Linked DNA regions of Ovis aries: regions 1, 3 and 4 are each linked to region 2. The links are chromatin contacts, called in public Hi-C maps. All regions are on one chromosome and are shown on one strand. Each heading gives the region's core, a stretch centred on a gene start, on an enhancer-like site or on the middle of the called end of the contact. The rest is flanking DNA. Distances are from core to core; before and after follow the strand shown.

Evidence for each region. Hi-C and Micro-C count contacts between places; a contact is called where the count stands out from the background.
Region 1: a Hi-C map of liver shows a contact between it and region 2, with 6 times the contacts expected there. The contact joins the promoter of SEC23A here to the promoter of FBXO33 in region 2. A contact is called at or near these places in 7 of 16 Hi-C or Micro-C datasets (blood, liver, omental adipose tissue and 2 more).
Region 3: a contact with region 2 is called in a Hi-C map of tail adipose tissue, with 2.7 times the contacts expected there. The contact joins the promoter of PNN here to the promoter of FBXO33 in region 2. A contact is called at or near these places in 3 of 16 Hi-C or Micro-C datasets (blood, skin fibroblasts and tail adipose tissue).
Region 4: a Hi-C map of tail adipose tissue shows a contact between it and region 2, with 2.4 times the contacts expected there. The contact joins the promoter of GEMIN2 here to the promoter of FBXO33 in region 2. A contact is called at or near these places in 2 of 16 Hi-C or Micro-C datasets (skin fibroblasts and tail adipose tissue).

What each region holds. Positions count from the first base shown.
Region 1 is chr18:46,842,350-46,848,732 of ARS-UI_Ramb_v3.0, forward strand. It overlaps SEC23A (SEC23 homolog A, COPII coat complex component), which reads right to left and starts at 1,740. Exons shown (of 20, transcript XM_004017906.5): 1 at 1,590-1,740.
Region 2 is chr18:47,041,044-47,047,859 of ARS-UI_Ramb_v3.0, forward strand. FBXO33 (F-box protein 33) reads right to left here and starts at 5,342. Exons shown (of 4, transcript XM_015102015.3): 1 at 4,737-5,342. The coding sequence starts at 5,338. LOC105603195 (a long non-coding RNA gene) reads left to right here and starts at 5,653. Exons shown (of 5, transcript XR_009597254.1): 1 at 5,653-6,173.
Region 3 is chr18:46,893,586-46,900,331 of ARS-UI_Ramb_v3.0, forward strand. PNN (pinin, desmosome associated protein) reads left to right here and starts at 5,001. Exons shown (of 9, transcript XM_004017911.6): 1 at 5,001-5,193; 2 at 5,848-5,919; 3 at 6,296-6,364. The coding sequence starts at 5,081.
Region 4 is chr18:46,857,982-46,864,117 of ARS-UI_Ramb_v3.0, forward strand. GEMIN2 (gem nuclear organelle associated protein 2) reads left to right here and starts at 4,193. Exons shown (of 10, transcript XM_004017907.6): 1 at 4,193-4,339; 2 at 4,719-4,803. The coding sequence starts at 4,203.

The sequences.
Region 1 (6,383 bases), core at 490-2,989, 200 kb before region 2:
ACTTTTCAATGGCAGTCTGAAAAATGTCCCACATTGTTCATCTTAACTGGTCCGATTACAGAGACATGCAAAACACCTCCCCAAATTCCCTCACCTTTCCAAGGAAGAAATTAATCTTAAAATCACTCACTCTGAAACAAATCCTGCCAGGCTTGGTCCCATATTCAACAACAGCATATCTGAAACAAAGTCCTTTTGCAAACCAGCTCTTTATGAAATGGCATTATTTGAAAAGCATTCTCTCCCCTCACACTGTCTGCATAAAAGCATAAAACTAAAAAATTTTGATTCAAACACTAAACTAGGATGCAGACAACATACTAGTCATTACATTTTATTAAGTGGTACAAAACATAAAAGACCATTCTAAAGAAATGGCTCCTTTTCAGCACAACTTACAATCATTGGGAATGTACTTTCTTATGGTATAACTAAAAGTAAAGAAACATTAAGTCACTTTAACCTAGCACATAAGATATATGCCCATTAGCCATTTTATAGATAGCTAAGTGAAACACATTGTAAATTGCAAGTAAAATTTGAGTTCCTTCCAATCAGATATATCTGTTAACAGACAATTAAATGTGGCTTTCCCACTTTTCTGTCCTAAAATCCTCAATGAAGTGTCTTCAACTACTTCCCACGACTAGATTTATTATACTGCACAAATAGCTTAACCTCTCTGATCCTCAAATTCTCATCAGTAAAATGAGGGGTTTGGGTTGGAAAACTACAAGGCCCCTTCCAAATCTAAAATTCTGAGCCAATTAAAAATGACTGAACTTCCAAAGTGATGTCAGTTAAGACTACTGGAGAAGGCAGAAAAGGAAGACTTAACATAAATCTATAATTAAATCTTAAACTTCTTTTAACCAAGTTCACTTGGCTAGTTATCCACTCCTTTGAGGGGTGGACCTTGAGGAAGCTCCGGGATTCAACATACTCACTCCAGTGATTACAAGAGGATTTACTATGACTTTTCCCTTCCCACCAAAACGGGAAAACATTTAGGGCCAAATGGAAGTACGGAAGATGGGTCCAATCTGAAAACTTAAGTCTATTTGTAATCAAGGCCCAAGGTGTGAGCTCTACCTGGCACTTTTCTCCTTATCCCCTTTAACTCCGAAGGCCAAACTACGAGTGTCAAGTCACCTCGGGTCAAAGTCTAGAGCTCTTCTGAAGAGACAAGGAATGAACCAAGAAGCCAAAGTACCCAGAAGCGGCGATGGGGTGGGGTGGGGTGCGGTGGGGAAGGCAGATCGGCCATGAGCGGAGGGTTGGGTGCTGCGAGAGATGCCCTAACTGCTGTTTTTCACTCGACTCTCATTTGTGATCCGGGGGAGGTGGGTGAGGGAGCCGGGTTCCCAGGCCCTTACAGAACTAAGCAGAGGTGGTAGGTGAGAAGGTGACAAGTTCAGGGCTCAAGGCAGCCCCCGACGGGCCGGGTCGCAGCCCCAGGGCACCGCTACCTAGCCCGGGGCACCCAGAGGGCAGAGTGGGCACCACCCTCGAGACCCCGGCCCGCGGACCCGCCGCCGACCTTCCCCCGCTTCCCAGCGAGCGCTCGCGGCCCCGAAATCGATCCTTACCACAGTGCCACCACGTACGAGATCCGCGCCTGTCGCAGCCTCTACCTGACAAATCCGTGCCCTCCGCCGAGCGGGAGCGGCCGTGGCACCGCAATCCCGGACCGCGCAGCCCCGCCCCCGGCCTGCGCACAGAATTCTGCTGGACCAACATGGCTGGTGCCGCCTCTGCCACGTCAAAGGGAGGGGGAGGGGCGGGGCGGGAGGGGAGGGGCGGGGATGGGGCGGGGCCATCCTGGGGGCGGGGCGAGCGAGCCGCAGAACCGCAGGGGAGGGAGCGGGACCGCGGCGGAGCCCGGAGGTTGGAGAAGGGGAGGAGAGAGGGGAGGGGAGAGAGGCGGAGACGGAGCTGGAGGGGCGGGGCGACAGTGACAAACTTGATGCGGATACCCGGGGGAGGCGCCGAAACCCGGTGGAACTAAAACGCGACGGTGGGGTGCGTCGTGGCGATGCGGTCTCCTCTCCCGGGAGTCACGGCGGATCCCAGTCCCCGTGGGCCTCCACGATGTACGACCTTCTGTCGCCAGACTCCTCACCTCGCTGAGAGAAACGGAGGTGTTCCCTAGGACATCCGCTCCTCTAGGGCCCCGGTTGATTCCAAGAACAAGCCGCATCTCCCCTGAAAAAGCAAAGTGAGAAGTTCGTTCTTTCACTTAGGGCAACAAACATTTACTGAACATTCGTCTGCTTTGTGCTAGGCACAGTAGCGATGCTATGATACCGCGTAGGCAAAAAAGGCCAAATATTCGATCTGGAAGAACTTACATACTATTTATACACTATTGATGTATTCCCAGTCAGTTTACCTACCCTCCTACACTGCCTCTGCCACCTCTCCCCCCTAAACACACACCAACACACACATACACACCCTCTACAATCTTTGGTTGATTCATCCTGATGTGTTTTCTGCTTCTCTTTTCAAGAAAGGAATTGAGCAAAATGGGAAAGACAGAAACTGGCGGGAAAGACAGAAACTGGCTGGAAAGACACGAGTTTGATGGCCTGAGGCAACCCCACCCTTCAGTGAGGAGTTTGTTGACTAAAAAAATAATATAGTCACAACTTTAAAGTAGAGAGGTATTTTATTTGGTGGGAATGTTAAGGACTTTGAGCCCAGAAGCAGCATCTCACTAGACCTGAGAAAATTGCTCCAAGGAGGCAAGAGGGGGAGTCATGCTATATACAAGTTTACAACAAAGTGGGGCAGGCAGTGTGACCATCAAAGGTTATTGTGAGGTAAGGGAAAACAACATTCAGAAAACTAAGATCATGGCATCTGGTCCCATAACTTCATGGCAAATAGATGGGGAAACAGTGGAAACAGTGGCTGACTTTATTTTGGGGGGCTCCAAAATCACTGCAGATGATGACTGCAGCCATGAAATTAAAAGATGCTTACTCCTTGGCAGGAAAGTTATGACCAACCTAGACAGCGTATCAAAAAGCAGAGACATTACTTTGCCAACAAAGATCCATCTAGTCAAAACTATGGTTTTTCCAGTAGTCATGTATGGGTGTGAGAGTTGAACTATAAAGAAAGCTGAGTGTCAAAGAACTGATGCTTTTGAACTGTGGTGTTGGAGAAGACTCTTGAGAGTCCCTTGGACTGCAAGAAGATCTAACTGTCCATCCTAAAGGAAATCAGTCCTGAATATCCATTGGAAGGACTGATGCTGAAGCTGAAACTCACATTCTTTGGCCACCTCATGTGAAGAACTGACTCACTGGAAAAGCCCCTGATGCTGGGAAAGATTGAAGGCAGGAGGAGAAGGGGATGACAGAGGATGAGATGGTTGGATCGCATCCCCGACTGAATGGACACAAGTTTGAGTAAACTCCAGGAGTTGGTGATGGACAGGGAAGCCTAGCATGCTGCAGTCCACCGGGTTGCAGAGTCGGACACGACTGAGCGACTGAACTGAACTGAACTGAAGGGAAATCAGAAATCAAGTTAAGGAATTTAGCATTCTATGTATGGGAAAATGCAAGTCTCTGGGCTCACTGACTTCATTCCTTTCATATGGACCTTAACTCTCTGGGGCCAAATCCTGTTTCCTGATTGTTTACATCCTCAATTCCTTGTTCACCGTAAGAAGCGGCAAATGTGGCAGATGGCTGCTTCCCCTAGCTTCTCAGCAATCCTGGGGGTGGAGGGTAGGGAGAGGGGCATGGCAGCATCTGCTGGACAGAAGGCATTGTGTTCCAAAATTGCTGATGTCTGTGACATTTCTTATTTATGGATATGGCAGGAGTCACTCCATGTCACAGATTGTTCATGAAATTATTTCCAAAAAGGACAACACCTAAACTCTTGCCATGCTTAGCCCTATAAGCATTTTACTGCACAGAGAAAATGATTAATTTTTTTGTTCTTCAAAGCTTATATTCACAAGAAAGAAGATACATAGCAAATACATAATTTACTTTCTCAAAGCTTGTTTTGTAAGATAAAAGAGGATGACTTTGGTTGTCAGATTTTAAACACTCCTGAAGAGGAAATGGGAATCAAAGGCCAAAATTCTGTACAGACCTGCAAACAAAGTGGGGTCAGTGTGCCACCTTAACAAGGATTCTTGACTGAAAGTACAGCAAGTAAATAGCTGTAGACAATGATATAAAGGTGGAATACGGACATTCACACACAAAAAACAAGATCTAAGAATGAGTAGGATTAATAGAGACAGATGAGAGGATCCACTGGGATCCTGGAATTCCGTGAGGAATAGATCAAAGTACAGCACCTTTGGTAATTTCATTCATTTTATGGTCCCCAGAGAGGGATCATTGCCATCCAACTCAGTGAAGTCTAAGAACTCATAATGTTTATGTTTTCAGCTGGACAAAAGGCTGTTGTTTCCTATCACAATGAAATAAATGTTAGGATGGGTAACAAATTCAATTATATCTGTCTTTATGTACTTAAAGATTAATGAGTTTAAGAGTTAACCCTTAGGTTAGGATATTAGGATCTATTAGATCCAACTTTCGTTTTCAAAGATTTCCTCTTCTGGGAGTACTGTTTGTAAGGATTGATTTTTTACAACTTTTATTCTTTCTTAAAGGTCTTCCAAAACACAAAAATTCATTTTAAAAAATAAGATTAAAAAAAGGATAAAATTTTATTTTATTTGCAGTAGTTACATGGGTCCATTGAACTCTTGTAAATCTAGGATACACCATGGAAACTTACTGATCTTATTTTTCCTGTCTTGCAACATTCTGCTACTTCATCATCCATGGAATTATTTCATCACTAATGATTAATTGTTCCAAACTATGCTTCAAAATATACTAAAATAATAAGAAAATGGAAAATGATATAATTACCTAAGATGATAGAATAGTGAAGTAAGTCATCATATTGCATTATCCTTCAGTTTTCTTTTTGCAATGCTCCAAGTACTATAACTTCTTTCAAGATCTTTGTACTATGCCTCTAGCTTTCATTGAATATAGTTGAGAATTCAGAAGATGAACACAGAAATAGAAATACAGAAATTGCTCTCTAATAATGAGAGCAAAATCTTAAACTAAGAATCTTTAGATGACCATTTCCTAAATGAATGTTTCTAAGTAAAGAATTAATGAGTCAACAATATATTTCTAAAGACAAAAACTGTGATATTCTCATTTAGTTGTTCATTCAAAAGGAATAACTTCATTCCATAAGCATCTGCATGATCTTATTTTGCTAAGAGCACATATTATGGAATTCTTTCATCTTTTATGATGTTTATATGGATAATTTACTTGATAAGATTCTTAAAGGGATATTTGCAAAAGGCAGTTTTGTATACAAAGATGATAAGAAGGAAACAGATAATCAGGAAATTAAAAATTCTTTGAGTTGCTCATTTATTAAACTAAAAATACAAATGTTTTGCAACTAGGTAGCAAAGAAGATATGTCCTCTATTCAACAAAATGACGAGCCTTTAAAGGTTTCAGAAAATTCTTATGTTTTGATGATGCAACTCCAAAAATAAACAGAAGTAACAATAAGCAATTCATAGTATGCAGTAGTAATGTATTTGGAATTTGCAGTCACTATATGTAAGATGGATGTGTTCCAGACACATTATTGCAGGCAATGAGAAGGTAGTTGCATTCAGAGCACATTGCCCATTTGGGGTATATCTTCAAAACCAGGAAAATAGGGAATAAAAACTGGGATTTTCTATGCTTAGATTACTTATTTAAATTTCCAACAAAGTTGCTCTCTATTATCCTTTTATTCTTTTTTAAATAATGACTTTATTGAATATCCCTTTAATCTAAATATGTATCCGTTATTCATGAAATGACTTGAAGATATAAACTTAAAAAGGATAATGAGTCCAGATGGTAAACGATGAAGACTATTTTTTCTGATATATTGAAAGTAAAGTAGTTTTGATCTGAAGAAGAATAGAGAATGGGAAAAAAAATTTTTAATTGAAGTATAGTTGATTTACAATGTTGTGTTTGTTTTTGGTCTGGTATACAGCAAAGTGATTCTGACGCATAGGTATAGATAGATATGTGTATATATTCTTTTGACTAGATCAGTCTGACTTAAGAAAATACAGCTAAGATTCATAGTAGAGAATGTTTTGCCTATGTTCTCTTCTACGAGTTTCATGGTATCATGTCATTTAAGTCTTAAGTCATTTTGAGCTTATTTTTGCAAATGGTGTGAGAGTGTGTTCTAACTTCATTGATTTACATGCAACTGTCCAGGTTTCCCAACACCACTTGCTAAAGAGACTGTCTTTTCCCCATTGTATATTCTTGCCTCTTTTGTTGAAGATCAATT
Region 2 (6,816 bases), core at 4,092-6,591:
CTTACTCTTTTCTGCTTGGAATGCTGTTTGCTCAAATCTTCAGATGGGCGACTTGTCATTCATGTAGCAGCTTAAATGTCCTTTACAGAGAAGGTTTTTCCCTCACCAATCTATCTCAAGTTGCCACCTAGTCACTATTACATAGCTCTCTTTTACTTTCTCAATCGAAATAATCTTTCTTTTATTTGTTTACTTTCTTCTGCCTATCTCTTTCCTCTGGAATGTCGAATCCATGGGAACAGGGAGTTTGTCTTCACTGCTTGGCACATAGTATACTCTCAATATTTGGAGGGGGAAAAAAACCCATATTTTAACAATTATCATCTTAAGTCAGCTATAAATTTAACAACTTGGGTGAGCTCTTCCAAGGCTGCCTCAGAACTAAAATATTAAAATGGAGATCACTTAATCCCTTCACTCAAAAGCTGCTCAGTCACTTCTTGTAACACAGGAAAAGTATTTTACTTTGATGACCTTTTTGTTGAGTTTTATCTCCCATCCTCTATCTTCAGTTCTCAGTAACTGGAAGAATATACCTATTGACTAGCTGCTGCTGCTAAGTCACTTCAGTCGTGTCTGACTCTGTGCGACCGCATAGCCGGCAACCCACCAGGCTCCCCCCGGTCCCTGGGATTCTCCAGGCAAGAACACGGGAGTGGGTTGCCATTTCCTTCTCCAATGCATGAAAGTGAAAAGTGAAAGTGAAGTCGCTTAGTTGTGTCTGACCCTCAGCGACCCCATGGACTGCAGCCGTCCAGGCTCCTCCGCCCATGGGATTTTCCAGGCAAGAGTACTGGAGTGGGGTGCCATTGCCTTCTCTGCCTATGGACTAGAGAAAGCCCTAATTCCTCTCAGCAGCCCTCCAAGGAGATTAGTTTCTTCATCAGGTTAGTCTCCTTTCTGCTCCATGACCTTGAAGCTATCCCCACGGAGTCACTTTAATCTGTCAGTTTTAAGGTGAGGAGTCTGTTAGGTAAGGTATCTATTCTCTAAAAGCAACTATCTCTTGGGCAGCAAGGACTGGTCAGAGTCCCAGTATATTTTAATACACATATTCTCCAAATGGGTGTTTTAAAACAAATAAGAAAAGTTAGCTCTCAAAAGTGAAATATTATTATTGCATGTATTTATTGCTCTGTGATGGGAAAAATATTTCAAGAAAAATAAGGCTCAGGGTTGTTGGAGATAATACCTTCAAGAATTTCCTACCTTCTTGGATAGTAATAGGAAATGTCCAAAGAATTTTTAATCTATTTTAAGATGTATTTTTAGATTGCCTTATCAGTTGCTGGGTCTTGGTATACTGATGTTGAAAAAAATATTAAGATAAGATTCTCTGTGACTGCACGTGCCAAGTCAGCAGACCCCATTTAAGAATTATTGATAGATGTTCTACTACTAGGAGGGTATATAAGCAGGCACAGTCAAAAAACTGGTCAATCTAGATAGTTAGATCTTTTTTAAATTGGAGGATAATTGCTTTACAATATTGTGTTAGTTTCTGCTATAAATCAATGTGAATCAGCCATAAATATACATATGTCCCTTCCCTCTTGAACCTCCGCCCCCCCAGCCCATGTAGTTAGATTTTAACAAGGAAATCACTCTTATACAAAGTCTCTCTGGCTTGCATCTTTTAGAAAAGTACTGCCCTCAATTAATATTTCATCCAAAAAAGGCTCATATTTATATAGCCTTAAAAGGCAAAATATTTATATAGTCCAGGAAAGTATAAATCACATGTTGACAATGTACCTATGCTTACTGATTAAGAATAAGTATTTTTATTGACTGAGTCTATTAGCTATTATCATAAATCTTATTGTCCCTGAAGTCTCATTTTTCCTAAGGAGTATGAAAAACAGCATTTTAATAGGTAGTACTCAACTTGACAGCCAGGTTAAAATCTAAAAATGCATATTTTTATTTGTTGTTTTGAACTTCTAAGTACAATTTCCTATAGAAGAAATTCAGCCGATTTAACTTACAATATAGTTGAATGTGTACTTATTTTTTTCTTTTTTAGTATTTTGAATACTAATTTTTTATTTACGTTCTGACTGTTGATAAAGAAGGCAGGTATCCTAGCCTCCTCTGGAGAAGTGAACTGTGAGAGGCATTTCTGTACCTCTTTGATACTCAGCAGTTGTCCCAAACATCTAAGAAATTGGTAAGGTGGCTACAATCACTGAGAGTACATGTGCATATCCAGGAATTAAGCAAAACAAAATGCCAATTATTATCTCAGAACAGTACCCTTGAAAAGTTCCCACAATTCAAGGTTATGGTTTTAGTTCTTTAACTCAGAGACAAGAAAATAACTGAAACACAGCAAAATAAAAGTTTGAATTGTATGAAGTTCAACATAAAGGAGGAAGCATAAAGTTTGTGACTTGGTAAGTTCACATCCTCTTCTTCTACCTAAAAAATGGTAGAAATCATAAGGCAAAAGCATTGTAACATTTACCTTGGAAATGGAAAGAACAATGTCAAATATTGATTTTTCTCATTAATTATTGAATTTTATGGTTTTAGAAAATCAAAGAACACTAAACACTAAAGCATTTGAGTCATTCTTCATTGAGCCTGAGTTTGATGTTTAAGTGATTATGAAGGAAACAAGAATAGGCTTTATCAGAGTTATCAAATAAACATCTTGGTTTAAAACATTTTCAAATTTCTCTGAAGAAAATTAGTTTCACTTAAATTTTTAACATCCTTATTAGTACTTCCCATATTAGTAGAGTATCTCAAAATATTTTCAAAAATAAAGCTGAGACTTTCTTTCCAAATATATAAAGATTATTTAGAGAGCAGTCTTATAGACAAGTAGATTGAGATGCTAAAGAAGAGGTAGGTTCACTTTTATTTGTTTACTTTACCTCAACACACACAGCTAAAAAAATAAAAATTGATAGGGGTGAGGAAGGGAGCCGGAAAAAAATTAAACAACAAAGGGAAGATGTGATATATTACTATTTTGCCTTTACCTGTCCAACCAACCAATCAGTTAAAAGGAACTAGATAAAAACTTTGTAAAGTGGGTTCTTACTTGGACAAAAGACATGCATTTTTAAATGACTGCTCAGAACTGCTATCTAATCTCAAGAAAAATCTAACTGATACTGGCAAATTACTTGACCCTGTTAGTTTCAGTTTCCTTTCTATAAAGAAGCCACCCCACTTCTACCCTCCATTGAATCATCAGTAGTAAGTGCTCACTACTGACTCTAATCTCTGGGTCAGCTGGGCCTCCAGCCACACATCCAACTCTGACAGAAAGTCTCCAACATGATCAAGACCAACTTATGGCCTTAAACGGCCTCTTTTGCCACATAAAAGCAAAGTGAGGAAATAAAATGGCTTGGTGTGAAAAGCTAGGAAAATACACAGCATACTGGGATGATGCAGCCATGCTCCAGATACAACTTGCAGCTAATGCTTATTTTCCACCCTTGTGATTCAGAGAATTAGGAATACAGATATATCCATCTCACTTAGCATAACCAGGACCTTCACTCCATCCTGTTCAACGAAATGTATTTACAGCAAAACGAAGTACACTGCTGTCAGAGAAAAACAATGCTGTATGAAATAATGTGCAAATTATCTGACCCTGTTATGTTTCAGTTTCCTTTCTATAAAGCAGGGATAATAGCAGCTGTCCTAACTCACAGGTTCGGCTGAAAGGATCAAATAAGATCCTGAATGTGAAACTACTTGCAAACTGCTAAACTATTACTGCTACCTAAGTTGTTCCTTTTTTGAACTTATGAACTTTCCTCTACCTCACAGTTTAATTTTAAGCTTAGTTAGAATGTCCAGATAGAGAAAATCTACCTTAATAGGATCCTGGAGAGGGCGATAGATAAATAATGGAAAAGACTGATGAGGACGACGGGCCAGAACACAGGAAGTTAGACCCAGATTTACAGCAAAGTCTTGATGCAAAATCAGGACAGTTTGGGCTTACTCTTTGCAGACACTGGCCAGTTCCCCCAACACACGCAAACACCAAGCTGTACGGTGCTACTTTTAGGTGAATCACTGGGGACAAGTTGAGTCTGGAGGTGCAAAAGGGAGGGACCTTCTAATCCTGATGATCCGGCAGTACCCTGATCCCTTAAAAAAAAAAAAAAAATTCCTCCTACTCTTTGTGCCTGGCCTAGTTAAAACCATTCCCGGTAAGAAAATGGCTGTCAAAGATTTCTTTTTTTGCTGGGAGAGTCTCGAACCCATGCGAAACCTGTGGCATACCTACTCCCTCCGCCACCACGAACTATTTTGATCGGATAGGTTCAGAATAAAACAATAACAACAAAAACACAAATTAGTTTTGTTTCTCCCCAGACTCATTCTCAGGCCTCACCCTCCAAGCTTCAGCTCTCATCTGTAAAATGAATGACCGCGCCTGTCAACTCCATCCCACTGCTGCCGTTCAAGGATGAATGAGACAGTGCCTGGAAGGCGCCAGGAGTGCTGTCTGATAAACACCAAGCCCATCACTGTTTATAAAGTATTAGGATGAGTCCTGTTATGTCCTCCCGCCTCAAGGAAATCTCCGGATTAGAACTGACACCCCTAGTCACTGAAAAAAGCAACGCTGAAGCGGGCGGGGCGTTTCCACACTGAATCTATTTCGAGGTGAGAGGAAGGAGACGACCCTGAGCCTCGGGAAGTGGAGGCGGGGGTGGGGGTGGGGAGGAGGAGGAATGGAGGGGTTGCGAAGAGCCTACCTGTTGTTCCGGATGCTGACTAGCACGCACAGGACCAGCTCTAAGTAGGTGCGCAGCACTTCCAGCCAACGGGTTGAGAGCTGCAGGGCTTCGACTTCTTCCCCGCCAGTCCCGGCGTCCGCGCTGCCTCCATCGCCCGGGCCGCCGCCGCCGCTCAGGTAGTTCTCCGCGGCGAATTCAACACGCAGCTCTCGCACGAACCAGCCGCACTTGCGCATGAGGAATTCGAGCCGTGGCTGCTCCGCGGGCGAGACGCGGAGGCAGATGCGGAGCTGGGGCCAGAGAGCCGGATAGAAGAGGCACTCGCGCCAGTGCGAGCAGGAGGCCGAGGCCCGGAGCCGGTCAGACGCGGACAGGAAGGAGAAGATGTGCACGATCAGCTCGCTAGGCAGCGACGCGGCGCCTGCCGCCTGCCCGCACAGAGCCATTCGGCCCCGCCGCCGGCTGCCGGTCCCCGGCCGCCCCCGCAGTCCCCGGAGCAGCCCCCGCAGCCGTCGCAGCTGCTGCAGCCGCAGCCGCCGCCACCGCGCCACCCGGGCGGCCCCGGCTCGGGTTCGGGCTCCCGGTGGTCGGGGCTGCGGCACTGACAAGAACAACAACATCAATGACAAGGAAGAAGGGGGCGGAACCGTCGTGGGTCTCGGCGGAACCAAGTGCGGCACAAGTTGCGGAGAGGGGGAAAGGCCTATGCGGGGGTGGCCTCCAGATAGCCAGCCTCTGGCCTGTCAAACTTTACTCACGCGCGTCCGAGGCCTGCGCCCTCCTCAACTTAAAAACCCTCCCTTGTACTGGTTATGAGCCCGGAAGCGGCAGGATTTATTTTAAGGAACCGGGAGCCCTCCCCGCGCCTGGAGGCGGAGGCACAGCAGTGGTAGGAGCTGAGTTTGACGTCACCGGCGGTGGGAGGAGACTGGGCGTGACTGGGCGCGACTTCCGGAAGGGAGCGCCGGCTTGCCGGTAGGAAAGGGAGACGAGGCACGTGATTCCTGACGCACGTAGGCCGGTGGGGCGGGGCGGGAAGCGCTGGTGATCCCGGCAGATGGGCGCCCTCTCCCGTCTCTCAGAGACCACTCAGTCCAGTCAAGTCTGCAAATCGGTTAACTTGGGGGCTCTGGCGGTCGAAGTGGCGTTAACTCGCGTTGGTGCGAGAGGTCGCGACGCTTTTCATTATACGCTTCTGTGTTTCTGGGCTGAGGGCTCAGAGCCAGAGTGCTGGCTTGTGTCCTTCCTAGCCGTCCCGCCTGCCCCGAGTGTTGCGGAGAGTTTCTGAGAGAGAGCCCCTGAGGAGGGGAGCGGGCGCTTTCGCGGGCTCACACGGAGGGGCTGGGTAGGGAGAGGAGCCGCGCGGGCCGGGGCGGCGGAGAGGCCGGACCGAAGTCGTCAGTGGACACCGCCACCCCTCGGTCGGACCTCGAAGTGGACCTGCGCGCTCACCTGGTGTGTGGGGAAGGAATGAGGACAGCGCCACCCTTTGGATTTAGAGAGAGAGGAGAAAACAAGGCAAATGAGTTAGATCTGCTAGTCGATAATCGGCGTCTTCTCTGGGCTTCGAGGGAGGCTCCGCGTTCGCTGTTTTGAAGCCCTAGGTGTAAAGAAGCTGGTTGTTATGGTGAAGGTTTTCTTTAGCTTGGCTGCCCTCGCTTGAGAGAGGGATTTTCGAAAGAGTGTCCGTTAACTTCACCACATCTTGGAAAGTAGTAAACTGGTTGTACAGGGTAGTGAAGTCAGAAGGGAATAGGTAATTTTATGTAACAATTGAAGATTGCATTAGTGAGGCTGCCGCTTCAGAGCCTTAACTATGATCTTGAAACAGCCTAGTTTTCTTGTAATTAACTTCACGAAACTGTTCTACAAAATGTTTTTAGCTCTTTGAGGGCAAAATTCTCCATTCGTGATGCTTTGATGCCTTTTGGTGTCTTGTTGCCTGTGATACTGAGTTGTTACCTCTGAGTTATGTGTTTTACTTTTGGTAGCAGTAAAAACAAATAAAAACCAACAACAAAAAAATGCTTTCCTTCGTGGTAGAGCACGTCTCTGAACCTCTTGTCTGCAAGATATTTTTCTATGTAATTCTTATAAT
Region 3 (6,746 bases), core at 3,751-6,250, 150 kb before region 2:
TAAAAGCTTCCACTTCTGCTATATGCTCCTAAATATGAAAAGTTGTAAGGAGTGAATAAATCGTAAGTTTTCAGGCTATAAATTTTAGGTTGGTGATGGACAGGGAAGCCTGACGTGCTGCAGTGCATGGGGTCGCAGAGTCGGACACGACTGAGGAGTGAACTAAACTGATAAATTTTAGGTATATTGAGAAATTATCCCAATCCATTTTGGATAAGCCTAGGTATAAGATTTAGAGCCACTTTGGCTGCCAGGAAGTTTACTGGGAGTAAGGGACAGGGTGGATGGAGTAACAAAAGAACAGGGAAATTTTAATCAGAAAATGCAAATAAAAGACTTCAGAAATGCGACGTCACTGTGGGATGGAGTTCATATAAGAATCTATGGTGGATGTGGGACAACTGCTGCACACGTGCAAATACAAATGTTAGATCATATGCACATTTCAAATTTGGCAAACTTTGGCTTAAACGTGTTGCTGCGCCTATGATTAGTTCTTTTCTTAGTAACTTACAGAGAAGATTTTTTGCCCAATGAATTCATTGCTTCCCTCAAAACTAATGCTGAGTTTCTCAAATTGTTAACCTTTCAACTCTTCATATCCTTTCATAAAATTTAAGACCATGTACCATAATTGGAATTGAGGTGGGTTTGTTTTTAAACATGTCCCTTCTAACGTTTCAGTTTTTTCAACCACCACAAAAACAAGCATATGTTTCAACAAACCCTTTCAAAAAGGACTAATTTTGAAGAGTATTTTGTAATCTTAATCTTGATTTTTCCAGCACTAAAATTTCCCGTTTGTAAAATCAGGTCCTTTATGTCCAATTGTATTCTCCCTCATCACCACCAGCAAGGTCAAAGATTAGGCAAAAAATTGATGTCTTACTAAGGTCAGTTTCTCAAACCACAATATCGGTGTCTTCGGATCCTTTGGAGACTAGAGGGGAAACTAATACTTATTGAGCATTACTAAATGTTGGACGGGGCATTCTACTGATTAACCCCCGTAAATGAGACTTCAATTTCCCCAGGATGATAGTAATAGATTCTAAAGAAGTAGGACTAGATCCTACCTTTTTGGCTGACTCTAAAAGCATCTTCCCATGGAAACACTGTTACACTTCGTGGCACTATTACCACACTAACGTTCCAAGTACCACCTACTACACAGTATTGTGATAAGGATCAATGAGACTAAGCATGCTCACAATCAGTTCAGTTCAGTCGCTCAGTCGTGTTCGACTCTTTGTGACCCCATGGACTGCAGCATGCCAGGCCTCCCTGTCCATCACCAACTCAAGGAGTTCACTCAAACTCATGTTCATTGAGTTGGTGAAGCCATCCAACCATCTCTTCTGTCTTCAATCTTTCCCAGCATCAGGGTCTTTGCAAATGAGTCAGTTCTTTACATCAGGTGGCCATAGTATTGGAGTTTCAGCATCAGTCCTTCCAATGAATATTCAGGACTGATTTCCTTTAGGATGGACTAGTTGGATCTCCTTGCAGTCCAAGAGACTCTCAAGAGTCTTCTCCAACACCACAGTTCAAAAGCATCAATTCTTTGAGGCTCAGCTTTCTTTATAGTCCAACTCTCACATCCATACATGACTACTGGAAAAACCGTAGCTTTCACTAGATGGACCTTTGTTGGGATAGTAGTGTCTCTGCTTTTTAATATGCTGTCTAGGTTGGTCATAACTTTTCTTCCAAGGAGTCTTAGTTTCATGGCTGCAGTCACCATCTGCAGTGATTGCTCACAATCAGAACCATGTAATTTTTTTTTTTTCCATACCACAGCTGCAAGCAGTTTAGTTTTCCAACCAGGGATCAAACCCGAGCCCCCTGCAGTGGAAGTTTAGGAGTCTTAACCACTGCACCACCAAAGAAGTCCCAGAATCATTTAGTTATTTATCAAGACTCATCCTTCTTGGCTTCCCAGGTGGTGCTAATGGTAAAGAACCTGCCTGCCAGGAGATCCTCCTGCAGGAGATCCCTGGATCAGGAAGACTCCCTGGAGGAGGGACCAGCAATCCACTCCAGTATTCTTGCCTGGAGATTCCCATGGACAGAGGGGCCTGAGGCTATAGGCCATAGAGTTGCAAAGGCATGACTGAGCACACACACACATCCTTTTTACCCAGCTTTACGTTTTCTTTTTTTGTATAGCACTTAACCCATTTCTACCACGTTTTATAATTTACTTATGCTTTTATCTGTCTCCTCATTTTTCCCATTGCCAAACTCCTTGTGGGCAGATATCTGTATTGTACACTGACTATCCAAGTGCATGGCACATAGTAGGCATTTCATAAATATCTGTCGAATGCATAAGTACAGGAAGCATCTTTGCTTCCTGAGAAGCGTACAAACTTCGTGGAAGCAGAAACCACAGCTATCTGGTTCCAGGATTTTTGCAGAGTCCAAGTTAACAGATCAAGAATTTTAAGGATTGTTATATGAATCTAATAGTAACTCGGATTATACTGCTGGCCTGCTAAGCTTAGTCCAAGGATGCCTGGCTAACGAGTGAAGGATGAGAACACAAATATTATCCCTAACATTGTTCCTCAGAACCCATTTTAAACCAACCAGCTGCAGCCTAGCTGTAGAGGCTAATACCCGTTATCGTCGCTTTTTTTTTTTTTTTTTAGTATAGCCCTGCACATGATCTGATCATTATTTTTGTAGTTCAGTCTGTCACTGGTCTGATCATAGAATGATTCTGGACCGGCGTGATTTAGGACAGTTACATTATCTCCAGACTCAATTTCCTATCAGTAATAAGAAGCCTGAATAACAAGCTTATTCAAGCCTTTGGCTTGTGGGGGATTGCCGGGGTCCAGCCCCGGTGGATCCAGGGTGATTCGAAGGTGGGGGGACGGAGTCGGCGTCTTTGGAAAAATACATATTTAATCACAGATATAGAGAGATTAGAAATGGATAGTGTAATAGGAAGATTAGTGGAGAAAAAGAGGCTGAATAACTTGGATTACGTGGAATAGCATCCATGCTCCAGATGGGAATTCAGCCAAAAAAACGGGAGTAAGAAAGAAGCGACATGGGGGAATCAGTCTTTCCGGAAACTGATCCGATTTCTTTATTTTTGGGTTTGCTTATATACCTTTTGTTACACATAGGGATGAATACAGAGTCACACGGGGTCAGCAGTCCTGACCTTTGTCAAAATCAGGTGCTTCACATAAATGTATAAAAAAAAGGTCTTGGGGATATTACATCATCTTCTGGCCATGAGTGAGACCTGCTTACATTTTATGATCCTTTCTTTCTGATAACCAAAAAAACTTATTTCTTCCAAGGGTGTTTTTTCTTAAACCAGGCACCACCCTCCAAATAAAGTTACATTCCTATAGGGTGAGGGTGTAGTGAGTTACAATCAAGAAAGGAATTTATTCAACCCAAGGTTAACATGATTAATCTTAAAGGTTAATACTTATTTCTTCCTATATGCTAGTTATATCCATTATAAGGGTAGGGAACATGGAGATTTAGCAGCAAACATCAGCCCAACAAATGAAAATCCTTTCACCAATGCTCCCCTTAAGATCTATTTAGTCTTAAGATATGATAAAGTTACATTCTTACACAGCAAGGACACAGTGATATATAACAAAGTACAGTGATCTATTACAAAAGAGAACATCCATTAACTCAAAAAGTCTAGTATTGCTAACATCAAAAACTACTATATTTCCTTTGCTATACTCCAAATACATTGATTAATATATTCCCAAGTGCCTAAGGATATGGAGGCCTGGTGGCAATCATTGACTCAACAAGAAGAAAAAGTCCTATGCTAATTAAGACTCTCAAAATACTCCAAAACTCTGTGCTGTTTATGGTTGAGAGGTAGTAAACAATCATGTGCCTAGTGGCAGCAGTAAGGATAATCCTGTCACACAAGCTAGTCTGTCAGCAGAGAGGTTTGACCTGAGACATCCCTGTCCCACCCAGAGCAGGGAATTAGTAGCAATTATTGACACAACAAATGAAAAACCCTTCACCAATATAATTCCTAACCAACTATACTAATAATTTCTAACTCCCCAAAAGATTTGCCTTTAGTAAGTCTAAAACATCTCATGCCTCTCAGGTTAGGAGGCTGTAGACAATCACATGTGGCCAGACGAACCTATACAGGTGGGCTAGATAACCTTCAGAGGAGTCCGTAAGCTGAAACACTCTTGTCACGCCCAGGAATTTTTATTGCTTTGGAGCTGCACGTTTACTCCTTCTCAGAGAGAAACGGTTATGGGGGAGAGCCCCCCGTAAAGTCAGAGGTGTAGGTGAGAGCATAAAACCGACTCTGGTTTTGGGGTTAGATGCTCGGGAACAGGGGGTTTCCTGAGGCTTGATCACGCCTTTGCGTATGCCAAGCCTCCTTCCTCATGACCTTTGCCATGGGCGGAATTCCTCACGCTGCCCCCGGCAGGGGATAATGTATGTAAAGTGTTTCACAGAGTACAAAATAACTGTTAGCTATTAGGAGGAATGACTTTTCTTTCACTCTCTTCCCTCCGCTCTTTTAAGGTTTAACCTAATCAAGAGAAGTCTGCGCCCCTCCCACCGCCTCTCTGAGCATGCGCACCAACGGAATGGCCGCACCCTTTCCTAATCAAATCATTTACTGGGGGGAAGACGAGGAAATAGACTCGCTTGAACCCTACTCTGAGGGTATCAGGTGGTAAAATCATAAGAGGCACGTTCTCTACAGGTTAAAAGGGCCAGGAAGACCCCGCTCTCCTCACCAGAAGAGCTGGGCCGCGAACCCACGTCTCCGAGGACCCAGGTACTCAAACCCGCCCCAGCTCTGCGCTAGAAGCGGAGCCCAGCCACCCGCAGCTAATTGGGGAAGGAGGAGACCCCTGCCTCACTTTTCATTGGCCCAGAGTCACAAAGGCCGGCAGTTTCTCCCCCTTCCGGTTGCTGAGTGGTTGAGGCCGAAATACAACTCCTTTTGCCATTGGCCGAACCCAGCTGTCAGTCTTCTGGCGTCTTGCGGCGCGACACAGGCAGGCGCGGCCTATAGAGCAGTCTCGAAGCCTGCTGCAGGGAGAAGATGGCGGTCGCAGTGAGAACTTTGCAGGAGCAGCTAGAAAAGGCCAAAGAGAGCCTAAAGAATGTGGATGAGAATATTCGCAAGCTCACCGGGCGGGATCCGAATGACGTGAGGTAAGGAGTGGATGGGAAATGCTGGCTACCAGAGGCGGCCGTGAAGCCGGGGTGAATTGGGGGCGGGGAGGGCGGTCAGCCCTGAGAAGACTGGAACATCGAGGCCTGTTCGCGGGCAGCCGTGGGACCCTGTCCTCGGTGAGGTGGGAATTTCCAAGGCCTTCAGCGTTAAGTCCTGGGTCTTGGGTGCGTGAGGAAGGAGAGCGGAGCCTGGGTGCGCCGGGATGGTCTCCGGTCCTGTGGGAAGGCCGGGACTGCCGATTCCCGCCCTCGGCCCCGCAGGCCCGGAACTGCAGCACAAAGCCTTCCTCCTTCGCGGGCCACCCGATTCAGGGCTGGCCCTGGGACCTTCCGGGGACGCGGTCCGCTGCCTCACCCTCCGGCTCTTGCCCACGTGCAACTTTCTTTGGGTTGGTGAAATTTGAACCTGACTCAGGCCTGTTAACGTGTAGTGGTGTTAAGATAAATACAATTTTGTGAAACTGGTCTTGGGAAAACGAGGAAGTTAGTAAAGTGCTTATTGCCGTGTTTCGGGTTTGAAACCGTCATCTTGAAACTTTTCTGTTTATTTTCTCTTGATGGTGAACTGCACCCGTTGAAGTGTTTGGTGCTGTTAGAAACGATTGTTGAACTGATTTGTAAATTATTTTGTAGGCCCATCCAAGCCAGATTGCTCGCCCTTTCTGGTCCTGGTGGAGGTAGAGGACGTGGTAGTTTATTGCTGAGGTAAGATTTCCTTAAAATTTAATCTATTGGTACTGTACTAAATTAATGAATCGGTTTAAACAAATTTCTTGCTAGAGCCAGTGTTAAGAAAAGTTTGATTTGAAGCTGTGATTAGCTGTAGTTCTCTGTATGGTTAATTTACATACAGCTAGAGATTGAAGAATACGGTAACTATATCAGTTATGTGCAAACTTAATATATTCTCATAGATCTAAAAGAAATGCTATAAGAACATCCATCTTGAAGTAAATGTCCATTTGAGGTTACTTTATTTGGAAGAGGAGTTTTTAATAACAGCAACTAAATTATCTTCTTAAATAGAAATAACCATTTTTCTTAATTTTCATATGCTTTATGTTGGACATTTTTATTGCAGGCGTGGATTCTCAGATAGTGGAGGAGGACCCCCAGCCAAACAGAGAGACCTTGAAGGGGCAGTCAGTAGGTATGTTGGAGGACAAGATTCTGAAAGCATACTTTATTTTATGAGGTAGAATGTAAATATTTAATATTGTTGAATTGAGTTGTATTAGGATTGAGTAGTATATCACTTACTCTGAGTCTTTTCACTTGGTATTTGACTGAACTGAGATAGCCAGTATCCCTCAAAACTCAGTTCTTCATGGCAGTAACAGAAATCTTAGCACATGGAGAAGGAAATGGCAACCCACTCCAATATTTTTGCCTGGAAAAGTCCATGGACAGAGGAGCCTGGCAGGCTGCAGTCCACGGGGTTATATGACTGAGCACGCATGCATGATAGAGATTGGAGGGAGATGGGTTGGTAGCAGTAAACTGGTAGAACTAAAAAAAGAAAGCACAGTAAA
Region 4 (6,136 bases), core at 2,943-5,442, 180 kb before region 2:
ATACTTAGTGCAGGGGACTTCCCTGGTGGTCCAGTGGTTAAGACTTCACCTTCCAATACAGGGGCTGTGGGTTCTATCCCTGGTCAGGAAGCTAACATGCCTCATGACCAAAAAACCAAAACATAAAACAGAAGCAGTATTGTGACAAATTCAATAAAGACTTAAAAAAAATACTTAGTGCAATTTCCTATTTATAACGTGTTCCAAAATTCATTCCTCAATTCTTTTAAGCCAGATATGTTTTAAAGACCAGACAGTAAGCCTTATAAATGTTTAATTAATTTCCTCTCTCTTGAATGAATTCATTCCTGTGTATTTAAAATTTTAGAACCATTTCAGAATTATTGATGTCCTTGATTACACACTTCTTTTGAAAAAATTTTCTGATTATTTCCTGGGACAAGCTTAGTTCCATTTTGTTATCTCTATCCTTGTTTCCTTCATGCATGTGTAGTTCTGCCATGCACTTATATATGGAGTCCAGTATTAAGAACTGTTCCCTTGTGGTTGACCTAGTAGGTTCTTTTCACAGAAAAATGGGAGGAAATTGCTAATAAGCTAGTTTCCAAAGAAAAAAGTATGTGTAAGAAAATCCAGAAATGACACATTAAGATTTCTAATTTATTCTTCATCATCACCAAAATGTTCGGTGACAGGAGTGTTTCTCTGCATCTCTTATAAGTTTGTTTGTTCTAAAATCAGCAAGATTTTTTAACCAAATAACTTTTTAGTTTGCAGCCAGGCAGTTTCTTTCCATGTCTCCCAATTGTTTAGTTAGTATTTATAAGCACTAATTCTTAAGCACTTAACCTAAAGATTGTCCTTACTTTATCTCCAGTTTAGAAAGTTACATTCTGGTTTTAAAATTAATTGCGTTCAATCTAAAGACTGATTTAAGAACAAACAAACCAAAAAAAGCCTGAAATTAAACAGACCTTAGAAAACAATTGTATTCACTCGGAGCTTGTTTAGAAAAGACCGAGACATAGTACTTTCATTGTTTCTTGCAAGTTGTGACCTAGCATAAGTTAACTTAATCCATTTCTGCCTTGTTCACTCACTTGTAAAGTGGAAATAATAGGACCCCCTCACAAGATTGCCCCTGAGATTAATAATGATAACTTCTGGGTGTTGGCATTAACTTTGTTCTTTGCACTATTTAAGAAATCTCTCTTAAAAAGAAAAAGGGATGGCTACTCTATTATACAGTCAACAAAAACAAGACCAGGAGCTGACTGTGCTTCAGATCATGAACTCCTTATTACCAAATTCAGACTTAAATTGAAGAAAGTAGGAAAACCGCTAGATCATTCAGGTATGACCTAAATCAAATCCCTTATGATTATACAGTGGAAGTGAGAAATAGATTTAAAGGCCTAGATCTGATAGATAGAGTACCTGATGAACTATGGAATGAGGTTCGTGACATTGTACAGGAGACAGGGATCAAGACCATCCCCATGGAAAAGAAATGCAAAAAAGCAAAATGGCTGTCTGGGGAGGCCTTACAAATAGCTGTGAAAAGAAGAGAAGCAAAGAGCAAAGGAGCAAAGGAAAGATATAAGCATCTGAATGCAGAGTTCCAAAGAATAGCAAGAAGAGATAAGAAAGCCTTCTTCAGTGATCAATGCAAAGAAATAGAGGAAAACAACAGAATGAGAAAGACTAGAGACCTCTTCAAGAAAATTAGAGATACCAAGGGAACATTTCATGCAAAGATGGGCTCGATAAAGGACATAAATGGTATGGACCTAACAGAAGCAGAAGATATTAAGAAGAGGTGGCAAGAATACACAGAAGAACTGTACAAAAAAGATCTTCATGACCCAGATAATCACAATGGTGTGATCACTTACCTAGAGCCAGACATCCTGGAATGTGAGGTCAAGTGGGCCTTAGAAAGCATCACTACAAACAAAGCTAGTGGAGGTGATGGAATTCCAGTTGAGCTATTTCAAATCCTGAAAGATGATGCTGTGAAAGTGCTGCACTCAATATGCCAGCAAATTTGGAAAACTCAGCAGTGGCCAAAGGACTGGGAAAGGTCAGTTTTCATTCCAATCCCAAAGAAAGGCAATGCCAAAGAATGCTCAAACTATGGCACAATTGCACTCATCTCACATGCTAGTAAAGTAATGCTCAAAATCCTCCAAGCCAGCCTTCAGCAATATGTGAACCGTGAACGTCCAGATGTTCAAGCTGGTTTTAGAAAAGGCAGAGGAACCAGAGATCAAATTGCCAACATCCACTGGATCATGGAAAAAGCAAGAGAGTTCCAGAAAAGATCTATTTCTGCTTTATTGACTATGCCAAAGCCTTTGACTGTGTGGATCACAATAAACTGTGGAAAATTCTGAAAGAGATGGGAATACAGACCACCTGACCTGCCTCTTGAGAAATCTGTATGCAGGTCAGGAAGCAACAGTTAGAACTGGACAAAGAACAATAGACTGGTTCCAAATAGGAAAAGGAGTACATCAAGGCTGTATATTATCACCCTGCCGATTTAACTTCTATGCAGAGTACATCATGAGAAATGCTGGACTGGAAGAAACACAAGCTAGAATCAAGATTGCCGGGAGAAATATCAATAACCTCAGATATGCAGATGACACCACCCTTACAGCAGAAAGTGAAGAGAAACTAAAAAGCCTCTTGATGAAAGTGAAAGAGGAGAGTGAAAAAGTTGGCTTAAAGCTCAACATTCAGAAAATGAAGATCATGGCATCCGGTCCCATCACTTCATGGGAAATAGATGCAGAAACAGGGGAAATACTGTCAGACTTTATTTTGGGGGGCTCCAAAATCACTGCAGATGGTGATGGCAGCCATGAAATTAAAAGACGCTTACTCCTTGGAAGAAAAGTTATGACCAACCTAGATAGCATATTCAAAAGCAGAGACATTACTAAGACATGCCGACTAAGGTCCATCTAGTCAAGGCTATGGTTTTTCCTGTGGTCATGTATGGATGTGAGAGTTGGACTGTGAAGAAGGCTGAGCGCCAAAGAATTGATGCTTTTGAACTGTGATGTTGGAGAAGACTCTTGAGAGTCCCTTGGACTGCAAGGAGATCCAATCAGTCCATTCTGAAGGAGATCAGCCCTGGGATTTCTTTGGAAGGAATGATGCTAAAGCTGAAGCTCCAGTATTTTGGCCACCTCGTGCGAAGAGTTGACTCATTGGAAAAGACTCTGATGCTGGGAGGGATTGGGGGCAGGAGGAGAAGGGGACGACAGAGGATGAGATGGCTGGATGGCATCACTGACTCGATGGACGTGAGTCTGAGTGAACTCTGGGAGTTGGTGATGGACAGGGAGGCCTCGCATGCTGCGATTCATGGGGTCGCAAAGAGTCGGACACGACTGAGCGACTGAACTGAACTCTATTATTACTAGATAATTTTGGATAAATATAAACTGATCTTTGGCACAGCCAAGTAGAAGAAATTCCTCTGGGAAACTAATTTTACATTCATTTGGCATCAGATAAATCTGTGTTGGAATCGGCTCTTCTCTTTTGTTGTTCTTGTTCAGTGGTGTCTGACTCTGCGATCCCATAGACTGAAACACGCCAGGCTTCCCTATCCTTCACCATCGCCCAGAGTTTGCTGAAACTCATGTCCCTGGGGTTGGTGATGCCATCCAAGGATCTCATCATCTGTCCTTCCCGTCTCCTCCTGCTATCAATCCTTCCCAGGGGCAGGGTCTTTTCCAATAGGTCTTCCTTAGAAGAAAGTTACAATTGTCCTTAACCCCTCTTTCAGTCGATTTCCGTCCCCACAAACTTTGCATAATACCACTTACTTTAAAAGACTAAAAATTAAATGAGGAAATGCAGGTGATGTGAATTTAAAGCTCAAGAAATGATCGTTACAGTAACTGCTCATTAACTTAAAAAGTACTTACAGTTCCCTCAATACTAATGATGCATAAAAGTTAATAACCCTCAGTCTTAGAAAGGTATAAGAATAAAACCCAGAAAAACTTCAGAACCACTTCTACAAGGAACTAAGTTCGCAGTCTTCACTACAGCACCGGACCCTTAAACTCTGGGACAAGCTTCACGTTTGCTCATGCGCAGTTACGCCCCCTAAGGCCGGCCTCTTGCTCAACTCCGCGCCTAACGCGCCTCTACGTGCGCCTGCGCTGTGACCCCAGCTCTGGCGCATGCGCTGGGTGGGACGCTCTTCATTGAAAACTATGGCGTGGGTACCTGCGGAGTCTGCGGTGGAGGAGTTGATGCCACGGCTTTTGCCGGTGGAGCCCTGCGACTTGACGGAAAGTTTCGATCCCAGCGTACCTCCGAGGACTCCCCAGGAATACCTGAGGCGGGTCCAGTGAGTGTTGGACCCTGTGCGGGTGGGCCGGTTGTCCTTACGCCCTTGGACACATCGCCCGTACCCCGCTCGACCCCAAAGTGCGATAAAGCCCCACTTCTGTTCCGTCCCCATACTCGGTCAGAACAAAATCCCTTGATTACATCTTTGTGTGAGCGAGTTTCTGTGAACTTCATTTTATTAAACCTGATTACTGGTGACAAGATACATGCTCTTAGATTGCTTTCAGTCCAGATAATTTAAGAAATTTATTGTTTAGAGCTTCCATTGCAATTCTGAAGTTTGTAATTTTATATTGAACTGTAGAAGTTGGATCGCTTGTTATACTACACATGAACAATAGTAATCACGTTTTTTTGCATTTATCACTTGTTTGTAGGATCGAAGCAGCTCAATGTCCAGATGTTGTGGTAGCTCAAATTGACCCAAAGAAGTTGAAAAGGAAGCAAAGTGTGAATATTTCTGTGAGTGTTATTACGCATCAGGGGATTTTTTTTTTTTTCCTCCCCGCAAATTAAAAGACGGAGGCTCAACCGTATAGTGTCAGAAACTATCGGACAGGATCAGTTAAAATGTAAGATTTTATTACTGTATGTTCAGTTAGACAGTTGCTTGTACTTTTTCCCCCAAAAGGACAGCTGGCGTTTACTACCTGCAGAGAGACTTTTAGTAACCCTGACATTCCTGGAGCTCGTAACACTTTAGGAGCATGACCCGATCTTCATGGAGTCTTTAAATAGGTTATTTATGCTAGCCTTTATTTTTAAGGTACCTTTTACCAGTTCACAATTATTATTGGGCTGGCATTTAATCTTAGAGTAGTTTGTATGTTTTGAATTTAACTAGGTTTTGTTTTTTAAAAATAGAAACCCAAGTATCACACTTTTCTACCTACTTGCCCACTGTGAACCTTTTCATTCATTTATTTATCCAGCACATTTTTTAACTAAGCAACTTATGTGCCAGGCACTGGGAGTACAACAGAGGATGAGACAGAAAGTCCCTACCCTTGTAGAATTTGCTCTTTCTCCTGAGGAAGACATTAAAAAAACAAACCGTTATATATTATGTCTATTGCTGTGAAGAAAGTTAACATATAATGACCAGTAAGTAACAGGGAGAACTAGTCTGGATGGAGTAGCCACAGAAAGTCCACTTGATGCTGTTTAACCTATGGTGGAAGGAGAGCAGCAGTTTTTAAATTACCACAGTTCCTTTTCCTTTTGTGTTCTAAGTAATTTGTTTATCTGATGTTTATTATCAGGAGATTTTAACTCAGACACTGTAATGTTTCATATAATTCCTTTACAGAAATTTTTAGTTGATGACAGATGGTATCTTGTATACCTCACTTTTGAAATGTTACCATACTGAGTTTTATTTCAAGGCAATATGTGATCAGTTGTGACCTATGTGCTGTTTTAAGAAACAGAAGTAGCCCTTGTAAAGTCAAATGCTTTTAATTATTTGCATTCTGCTCATACCAGAATGTTTTATTTGCATTATGTCTTTTTGCTTCAAATAGTTTTGCTATTATAGAAAGGTAGTCCTGGGTTATATCTTCAGGTCTCATACTTGGATTTTGTAGAAACTCCAACTATAAACTGTTCCAGATTGCTTTTACTAAAGCAACTGTATAAGGATCTTTTCTTGATGTTTTAAACTCAGACATAAATGAATTGCATCCTTTTTTACATCTGCAAAAAGTACTTCCTTTCTTGTGTAGTCTTACTAGCTTTATTACTCATTTTTCCTCTTGATTCTGCTTTTACTTTGCAGAGGCTTGAGAGTCTAGTG